2 separate regions of the Rattus norvegicus genome follow, and region 2 is linked to region 1. Evidence: chromatin contacts called from public Hi-C data. All regions are on one chromosome and are shown on one strand. The core of a region is the stretch at or near the end of the contact, and the rest is flanking DNA. Distances in the headings are between cores, read along the strand shown.

The links. A called contact is a pair of places that touch in the nucleus more often than the background predicts.
Region 2: a Hi-C map of the Rat2 cell line shows a contact between it and region 1, with 3 times the contacts expected there. The contact joins the enhancer-like site here to the promoter of Igsf3 in region 1. A contact is called at or near these places in 12 of 12 Hi-C or Micro-C datasets (the A7r5 cell line, the Rat2 cell line, Schwann cells and 7 more).

The regions. Positions count from the first base shown.
Region 1 is chr2:191,499,942-191,503,411 of GRCr8, reverse strand. It overlaps Igsf3 (immunoglobulin superfamily, member 3), which reads right to left and starts at 2,002. Exons shown (of 9, transcript NM_001106455.2): 1 at 1,960-2,002. The coding sequence starts at 2,002.
Region 2 is chr2:191,572,817-191,576,619 of GRCr8, reverse strand. The region is part of intron 5 of Igsf3 (immunoglobulin superfamily, member 3); the gene reads right to left. Among named protein-coding and RNA genes, the nearest start is that of Igsf3, 73 kb to the right of the region's middle. Within about 2 kb of position 1,594, at least 26 of the 93 cell types and tissues checked have an H3K27ac peak or open chromatin away from gene starts, as enhancers often do. A contact at or near this core is called in the A7r5 cell line and Schwann cells, where this site is marked.

The DNA.
Region 1 (3,470 bases), core at 753-3,252:
CAGTGATAGGCCAAGGGCTTGGGAGCCCCTCAGAGGGGCTCAGAAGGGAGCAGGCATTAGTGTGCCTGTCCACGGTTCCAAATATCTCCACTTTCACACAGATCTGGCTTTCCACCCCAGGAACCCTTTCCAGTCACCTGGAATCCTCCAGGGCCTCTCAGGGGTGGGTGGAGTGGGGTGGAGGGAAAATAACTGCACTCTCTGGGTGCCGGGGTCCCAGCTCCCCTCCACAGAGGGACCTGGAGAGGGGGACAGCAGGGAGACCAGCAGGCAGCCTCACATTTCCTCAACAGCCAAAAAGGAAAAAAGAAAGAAACAAAAGACACAAATGTCATAGTTCCTTGTCTTCCCATTGGTGGCTCCTCCTGCCCTGAGCCCCACCCTCAACCACACAGCCAAGCCTGGGAAGCGCGGTGCGTGCGGGGGTGGGGCTTTCCCAGTGAGTGTCCTTTTCAATCTCCATGAATCAGCAGTCGGTGATTCAAGCTGAGATCCAGTGACAAACGCTGGACGGCACACATAAATATCGTCTCTAAAGAGGCTGGCCAGGAGAAGCCCGCCTCCTGACTTCCTTTACCTGAGCACCCAGGAGACATGGGAATTCTGCACCCTAACAACAGGCCAGACTGACCAAACTCCCAGCCACACGTGTGCTGGGCAGGGAAGGGCTGGCACTAATGAGCTCTCAATCCAGGGACTTTGGTTTTACTGCTCTGAGGAGGTTACCAGAATGCCAAGATTTGGTTTTGGGTTTTTTTTTTTTTTTTTTTTTTTTTTTTGTTGTTTTAAGATGCCTTAATGATACCAACCTATGCCTAAGTTTGAGTACCTCCGAATGAACACATGGATTGAAGCTTCAAACATGTTGCGAGGCAATCAAGATTTCTTTCAGGACATCTTACATCCCTTAAATGCAGACTCACTGAGACTCCCGTGAGAATCAAGATGAAACTGAGATGGGAATTCAAGACTCTAAAGTCCATCCTCATTCCTGATGCCAGTTAACTTTTATAAGGGTGCAGGTAATTCAGAGTCATCCTCCACGGATAAATTCTGTAAGTGCAAGAAACCTAGCATGGAGAAGCAAGTGGCCAGCAGCAGTAACTTCTCTGAATGCAAAGTCACACAGAGAAGGTAGGGGGTGTGTCCATTCTTGAGTGCTGAGGTGAGAATGCACCAGGTGCCAGCTATGGGGTTTATGATAAACCAGGGCACTGGAAAATACACAGTGGAGATTACTTAAACCAAGAAGAGACAAGGGGTTGGGACTCTGTACTGGGGATGGAGGCCTGCAGAGAGGCTCACTTCTGAGACCACAGTTTCTTCCTCCTACTCTGGGCTTCCAGACTTTTTCTCTGAGGGCATGGAAAACCAATCTGACCACACCCCCTGACCAGGCAGCTCCCTATCTTCAGCTTCACCTCCTGCAAGGACTGAGCTAGGCTTCCTCGGTGAGGAGACACAGGAACTAGTGTCTTCAATACACACTTAGCCTACAGACTTCTTAGGCAAAACAAAGCATCCTTTCAACCCCCATCCCACCCACTCCCACCTTCCCCTCCAAAAACAACAATTAAAAAAAAAAAGCACAGTCGTTCATGAAAGCACCATTTCCAACACAGTTAGGAATTATGTTGTAACTTCCCAGGAACCGATGCAGACCAACACAAAAGTAAAGACACTGGAAGCTCTCAACCCACTCACCATCCCTAAGGCACAGCGTTCCAAGTGAGGGGCTTCACCCAAAGGCCCAGGGCAGCTTAAAGACAACCAGAATTCCACCCTTCTTTCTGGGTCAGAAACAAACAGACCCTCTTGGAACTTTAATCCACTCTGTCACACTATGGCTACCCCCTTCTGCCTCCCGAAACCCAGTGTTGATGGGAGAGAACCACAAGGAATTAGCAATGAGATCGGGTTAAACTTTCACAGCTATAGAACTGATAAGCAGTCACTTACCCAGCACAGCCAGACAGCTCAACACTGGGAAAAAGCACTTCATGTCTGCGGCGGCGGCGGCGGCAGCAGGAAAAGGACACAGCACAGGGCACCGTGCTTTTCCCACTGCCTAATCTCTCATTACTGCCAATCCACTTATAGCTCCAGGGGAACAGTTTGGAAACAGAACTTCACGGGGAAAATGAGAGCCAGTCAAAGACAGAGTAGTCAGAAGGAGGGAGTTGGGGGCCGGAGAGGGGAGTGGCATGTGCAAGAGTCCTTTACGCCTAAGGCAGGGTCCAGAGCAATTCCGAAGGCGCTCTAGGTTTCTGCTACACTGTATATGCCTTGCAGTCTCCACCGGAACTGTAGATTCTGGTGGATTAATTCTCGAGGAAAATGGGAGGAAAGAGAGTCTGAGAAAATCCTTTCATGCGCTGATTATACAGAAATGTCCTTGGCTTCGCACTGAAGGTGTCTGAAATCTCTCATTCGGATCCCCCAAAGGGAACCAGGCAGGTTTTGTCAAAACCCGAGACAGCCAAAACACCCTTACTGGTAAAGACACTTTGGATTTCTTCATCAAAAAGTCCATCTCCATCCATGGTGATAGGTCACCGTGCCGTCACCTGCCCCAGAACCTCCCAGGGCATACGAAGTAAGCTGGCATTTGGTAGCCCGAGAGTGGTCCCACAAAAGCCCGCAGATTCCTAAAACAAACACAACAGACATTTATCTAAGGCCAACACAACCGCCGCAAAACCGAGAGAGGCCAAAGCGCCCGACTGGCCAGCCCAGCTACCTGGGTCCCCTCCCTGGCCGAGGGCAGCCCATGTGTGCATCCTGACCTTGTACAAATCTTACCTTCTGTGCCCTACGCCTCAGTTTCCCCGCCCAGAGCAGGGCAATTATGATTGTTCTCAAAACACTTTCACCAAATGCCTCTCTTACTCGCGGGCTTTCCCGTCGCGGTCTACGGAGCGGGGCGCGGCGGGCAGCCCCACCCTCCGCAGCGCGGGTCGCCACGGGGCTGGCGCGGGGCCGCGACTCCGGGCACGGGCCGTGGGAGCTGGGGCGCGCCGCGTCCCAGGTGGCCCGCTATTGTTTTACCTCCCCGGCGATTGAGTCTGAGACACTGGCAAAGAAAAGGCTCGGAGAAGGGGACTCGGGGCTCCGCTCGCTGTAGGCTGAGCCTGCTCCGCGCGACACGGGTCCAATGGAGAAAAGGGGCTTGGGCCCGGGGCGGGACGCCGATCGCCACGCCACGGTCCCCGCGCCCCCGACCCCGATCCGCGCCCGCCCGCGCTCACCTCGCCCGGAGCCCCGCAGCTCCCAGCAACCGAACGGTCGCCCGTCTGTGTCCCGCACGCCTCCCAAGACGCGCCGCTTCCTCCTCGCCTCCCGCAGCGGCTCAGGCCGTCCTGCTCCCGCCCCGCCCCAGGCCCCGCCCTCTAGCTCCGGCCTGGCCCGCAGCTCCCCGCGAGGCGAGCAGAGGAGAAGGCGGTGGCCTCACGGGGACACGCCCCCACTAC
Region 2 (3,803 bases), core at 345-2,844, 74 kb before region 1:
CGGACGTCAGCAACTCCAGCTCCCCTGACCCACACACTCTACCCTGAACCCTGGCCACTGTCCCGTTGTTCTGTCTCCTCTGCCACCTCCCTGCCAGACCCTGCTTTCCTTCCCACTCAATCTCTTTCTGCCTCCCATTCCTTCCTCGGTGCACTCTGACACCCAGCTGCCTCCCCGTCTCTCTTCTCCCCTAGACACCGAGCACCCAGGCACAGAGAGGAAGCTTTTCCATTCGTCAGATGATATTTCCGATCATCCCCTGTTCAGGAGACACCCTGAAAGTGGGACAGCCCCAGTCTCAGTGCTCCCTGCCACTGTGTTTTCTCACTCCTGTACCCACAGCCTTGCACAGTGCCTAGGCTTTGGAAAGCAGAAAAGGCCTCCCTTGGTGTTCACTCAGACACAGAGATGTGGGAGCAGGCAGTACAGGAGGCCAGGGCAGGTCCTGAAGCAGTGAGGATAGGGATGGCCAGGGCAGAGCCAGCACCAGCCTCACCTCCCTTACTGTCCACGTCCAGAGGCAACAGGGACGGCCAACTCCAGACAGTGAGAATAGGGACGGTCATTGCTGCCCTGCTCATAACAGAGCAAACATCCATCTTTAAGTTGCCAAGAAGCCAAACCCTGGTAAAATGTATGTTATTGGAGATTATCGGTGATTATTGGAGACTCTCCCCTATATATCATTACCCCTGTGTTCCCTACTAACCTGAGAAGAAAGGAGAAGGCAATTCTCTTAGCGAGCTGGTATTGAGAGCAGCCCCCTCTCCCCCCTTCACATCTTAATTCTGGGCCACTCTGTCAGCTGAGGAAAACCCAGGGTGTGGTACGGGTCCCACAGCGAGGGAAGAGCCAGTGCTTCTGCCGACCAGGCTGGCCCATCTCCAGGCCCTGCTGAGCAGCCCTGGCCTCCTCAGGGCTGGAGTCAGGCGCTGGAATGTGCAGAAGCCATCCGGGTGGACGACTGCACCCTGGCTGCGCCCTAGGGTTCTGGCCAGTTAGCTGGCCTGCTTTGTTCGAGGCTCCAAGGGCTGAGCCCCATGTGTAGGGAAGGAGAGCGTTTGACAGCCACGCACTGCTCCTCCGTGTGCCCATGAACACACAGACAAACGTACAGGATGGACTGAAGCTTTAGTGAGAAGGCACAGCAGGTCCCACAGCCAGCACTATTACTACAAAAGCATCCCTGGGGACCTGTCTCCGGTTGCTGAGGCAGACTGTCCCCTGACGGAGGACCTCTGAATTCACACACAGACCTCGAGCCATGGCGAACACTTCAGGATGGGCTGTGGCCTTGTGCTCCAGTTTCATTGTGTACCAGTCTTCACTTTCCTCTTTCTTCAAACACAAGGTCCTCCAGGGCACTCTGGGAATCCTAGAGCCTGGACGGGCACGGCCTACTGGTCAGCTTTCCTGAGTGGACTCCTGTGAGGCCTGAGGCAACCTGTTCTCTTTTCATCCCTTTCCAACCCAATTCACCACTTCCAAATGCATCTCAATCACCAGACGACACCACCTGAGTTATCTGGTGTTTGGCCAGACGAACTCGGTTGTTCTGTGTAGAGTAGAAAGAGCTTTAAAATGTATTATTAATTGGGGCCAGATTATTTTTGCAACTGTTACTAAGGAAACCTCAATTGCTATAGTAACTGCATATGTTAAACTGGTATCCTATGACTCAACTTCTATTCAGTCACATGGCCAAAGAACCACAAGCCAAGGAAGAGACATATTTCAAAGCGTTTCCAATTTCTTCTTGTTCTCTCTCTCTCTCTCTCTCTCTCTCTCTCTCTCTCTCTCTCTCTCTCTCTCTCTCTCTCGCCATCCCATGTCAAAATATTATGAAGTGTTGGGGGAGTTTAAGAGAGAGGTACTTTTGGAATTTGGTGCATGCCTGACAGATGGGCAGGGGGTCAGCCCTTACTGTAAGCTCTGCATTTCTTCTCTGTCTCAGGGGTGGGGAGGACGCATCCTGGAGCCCCGAGGAGTCAGGAGGTTCCACAGCTCATTAGGAGGCATTCACAGGCAGCCTCAGCATCGCCCTGGGCAAGGTGCTTCTGTAAGCTCCCCGACCTCCCCCTCCCCTTCACCCTAAGGGAATCTGGCCTTCCTGAGGGCCAGTGTTTTCACCTGCTAAAGAGAACAGGGAAAGTGTGTATCTAATTCACCCACAGTGCCCTGCAGATTAAATGCATTAGCTTTGGAGGAGTTTAGTGTGAGGCTGCATGGACCCTGAACAATGGGGAGGTTTTAGCTCTCCTCACTCCTTCTTGGTTTGTGTTTGTGGTCCCAAGCTCAAAGCTCATAATTAGGGGAGACACTGAAAAACCGAATTTTTTTCTTTTTCTTTTTTTTGTTTGTTGGGTTTTTTGTTTTTCTTTTCTTTCTTTTTCTTTTTCTTTTTACAGAGTTTCTCTGTGTGACAGTCCCTGGATGTCCTGGATTTGCTTTGTAGACCGGGATAGCCTTGAACTCACAGAGACCTATCTGCCTCTGCCTCCAGAGTGGTTACACCCAATACAACTAAATTTTTTTTTAAATTAATTTTTAAATTTACTTTATATCCCAATCACAGCTCCACCACCGAACTTTTTACAAGTATTACAGACAGGGCCATCAAGATGGCTCAGAGGATACGGCGCCTGCTGCCAAAATCCAAGGACCCAAGGAAGGAGAAAACTGACTCCTGAGAGTTGTTCTCTAACCTCCACGTGTATCCTATTTCATGTACCTGCCTTCTCCGCACCATATATATGCAAAATAAATAAAACTAATAGAATAAAGTTAATTCTAGGTTAGCAGAAAGGCCCAAGGTCCAATTACCAGCAACCATATAGAAACCCACAATTGTCTGTAACTCCAGGTCAGGTTATCCAATACCCTCTTCTGGTACCAGGCATACACAAAGTATACAGACATACATGCAGGCAAAACACCCATATTCACAAAGTATTAATAAGCAAAACCCAAAAAATCCTAAGCACTATGGATCAGCAGTGTGAGATCCTTTGGGTGGATTTCTCAGAAACAGACTCTCAGACCTACTGCATCACGATCTTCACGAGAACAAGGTTCATGGAGATCCAGACGTGCCTTCAGCCTGGGAAACCCAGAGTGTGGCTGCTCAGCACGTGAACTTGGGAGAGCCAATGAATGCAGAGGTAAAAGTAAGTAAAGACATGCAAAGGTAGGCTTGGTCGGTCCCCTCCAGGAGAGGAGAGAATGCAGCAGCAGCAGGAGGGCCAGGCAGGCTGGATGGCAATGCTGGCCCAAGCAGTACACAGTACACTGCAGCGTCTGGGCAGCTTTCTTCCCAGGACGATCAAGGCTAAGGGAATCTGTCAGTCCTTGAAGGCTGCTTTGCTGGGAGGCAGAGGAAGGCTACAGGGAGGACGGAGAGTGAAATGAGGACTCAGCAGCAGAGAGCGGCAGTTGCTTCCCTAGCCAACCTGCCCGAACTTTGGATGAGTTTTATGTGTGCACTGCTCATGCGGAAGGCACTTACTCCTTAGTAAATGATTCTCCTTAAACTCAACCATAACTGCCTTACATCAAAGGCCATTTTTAAAAGGACTCCTCTTCGTGCAAATGCCTGGGCAACAGCTATGACCCAATGATTGCTAATCACATTAACTAATAGGTGACTGAATTAAAAACCCAATTAATCTCTTTTAATAATTTTTTTTTTTATTAACTTGAGTATTTCTTATATACATTTCGAGTGTTATTCCCTTTCCCGGTTTCCGGGCAAACATCCCCCTCCCCCCTCCCCTTCAATTAATCTCTTAAAATTAATTCTGACT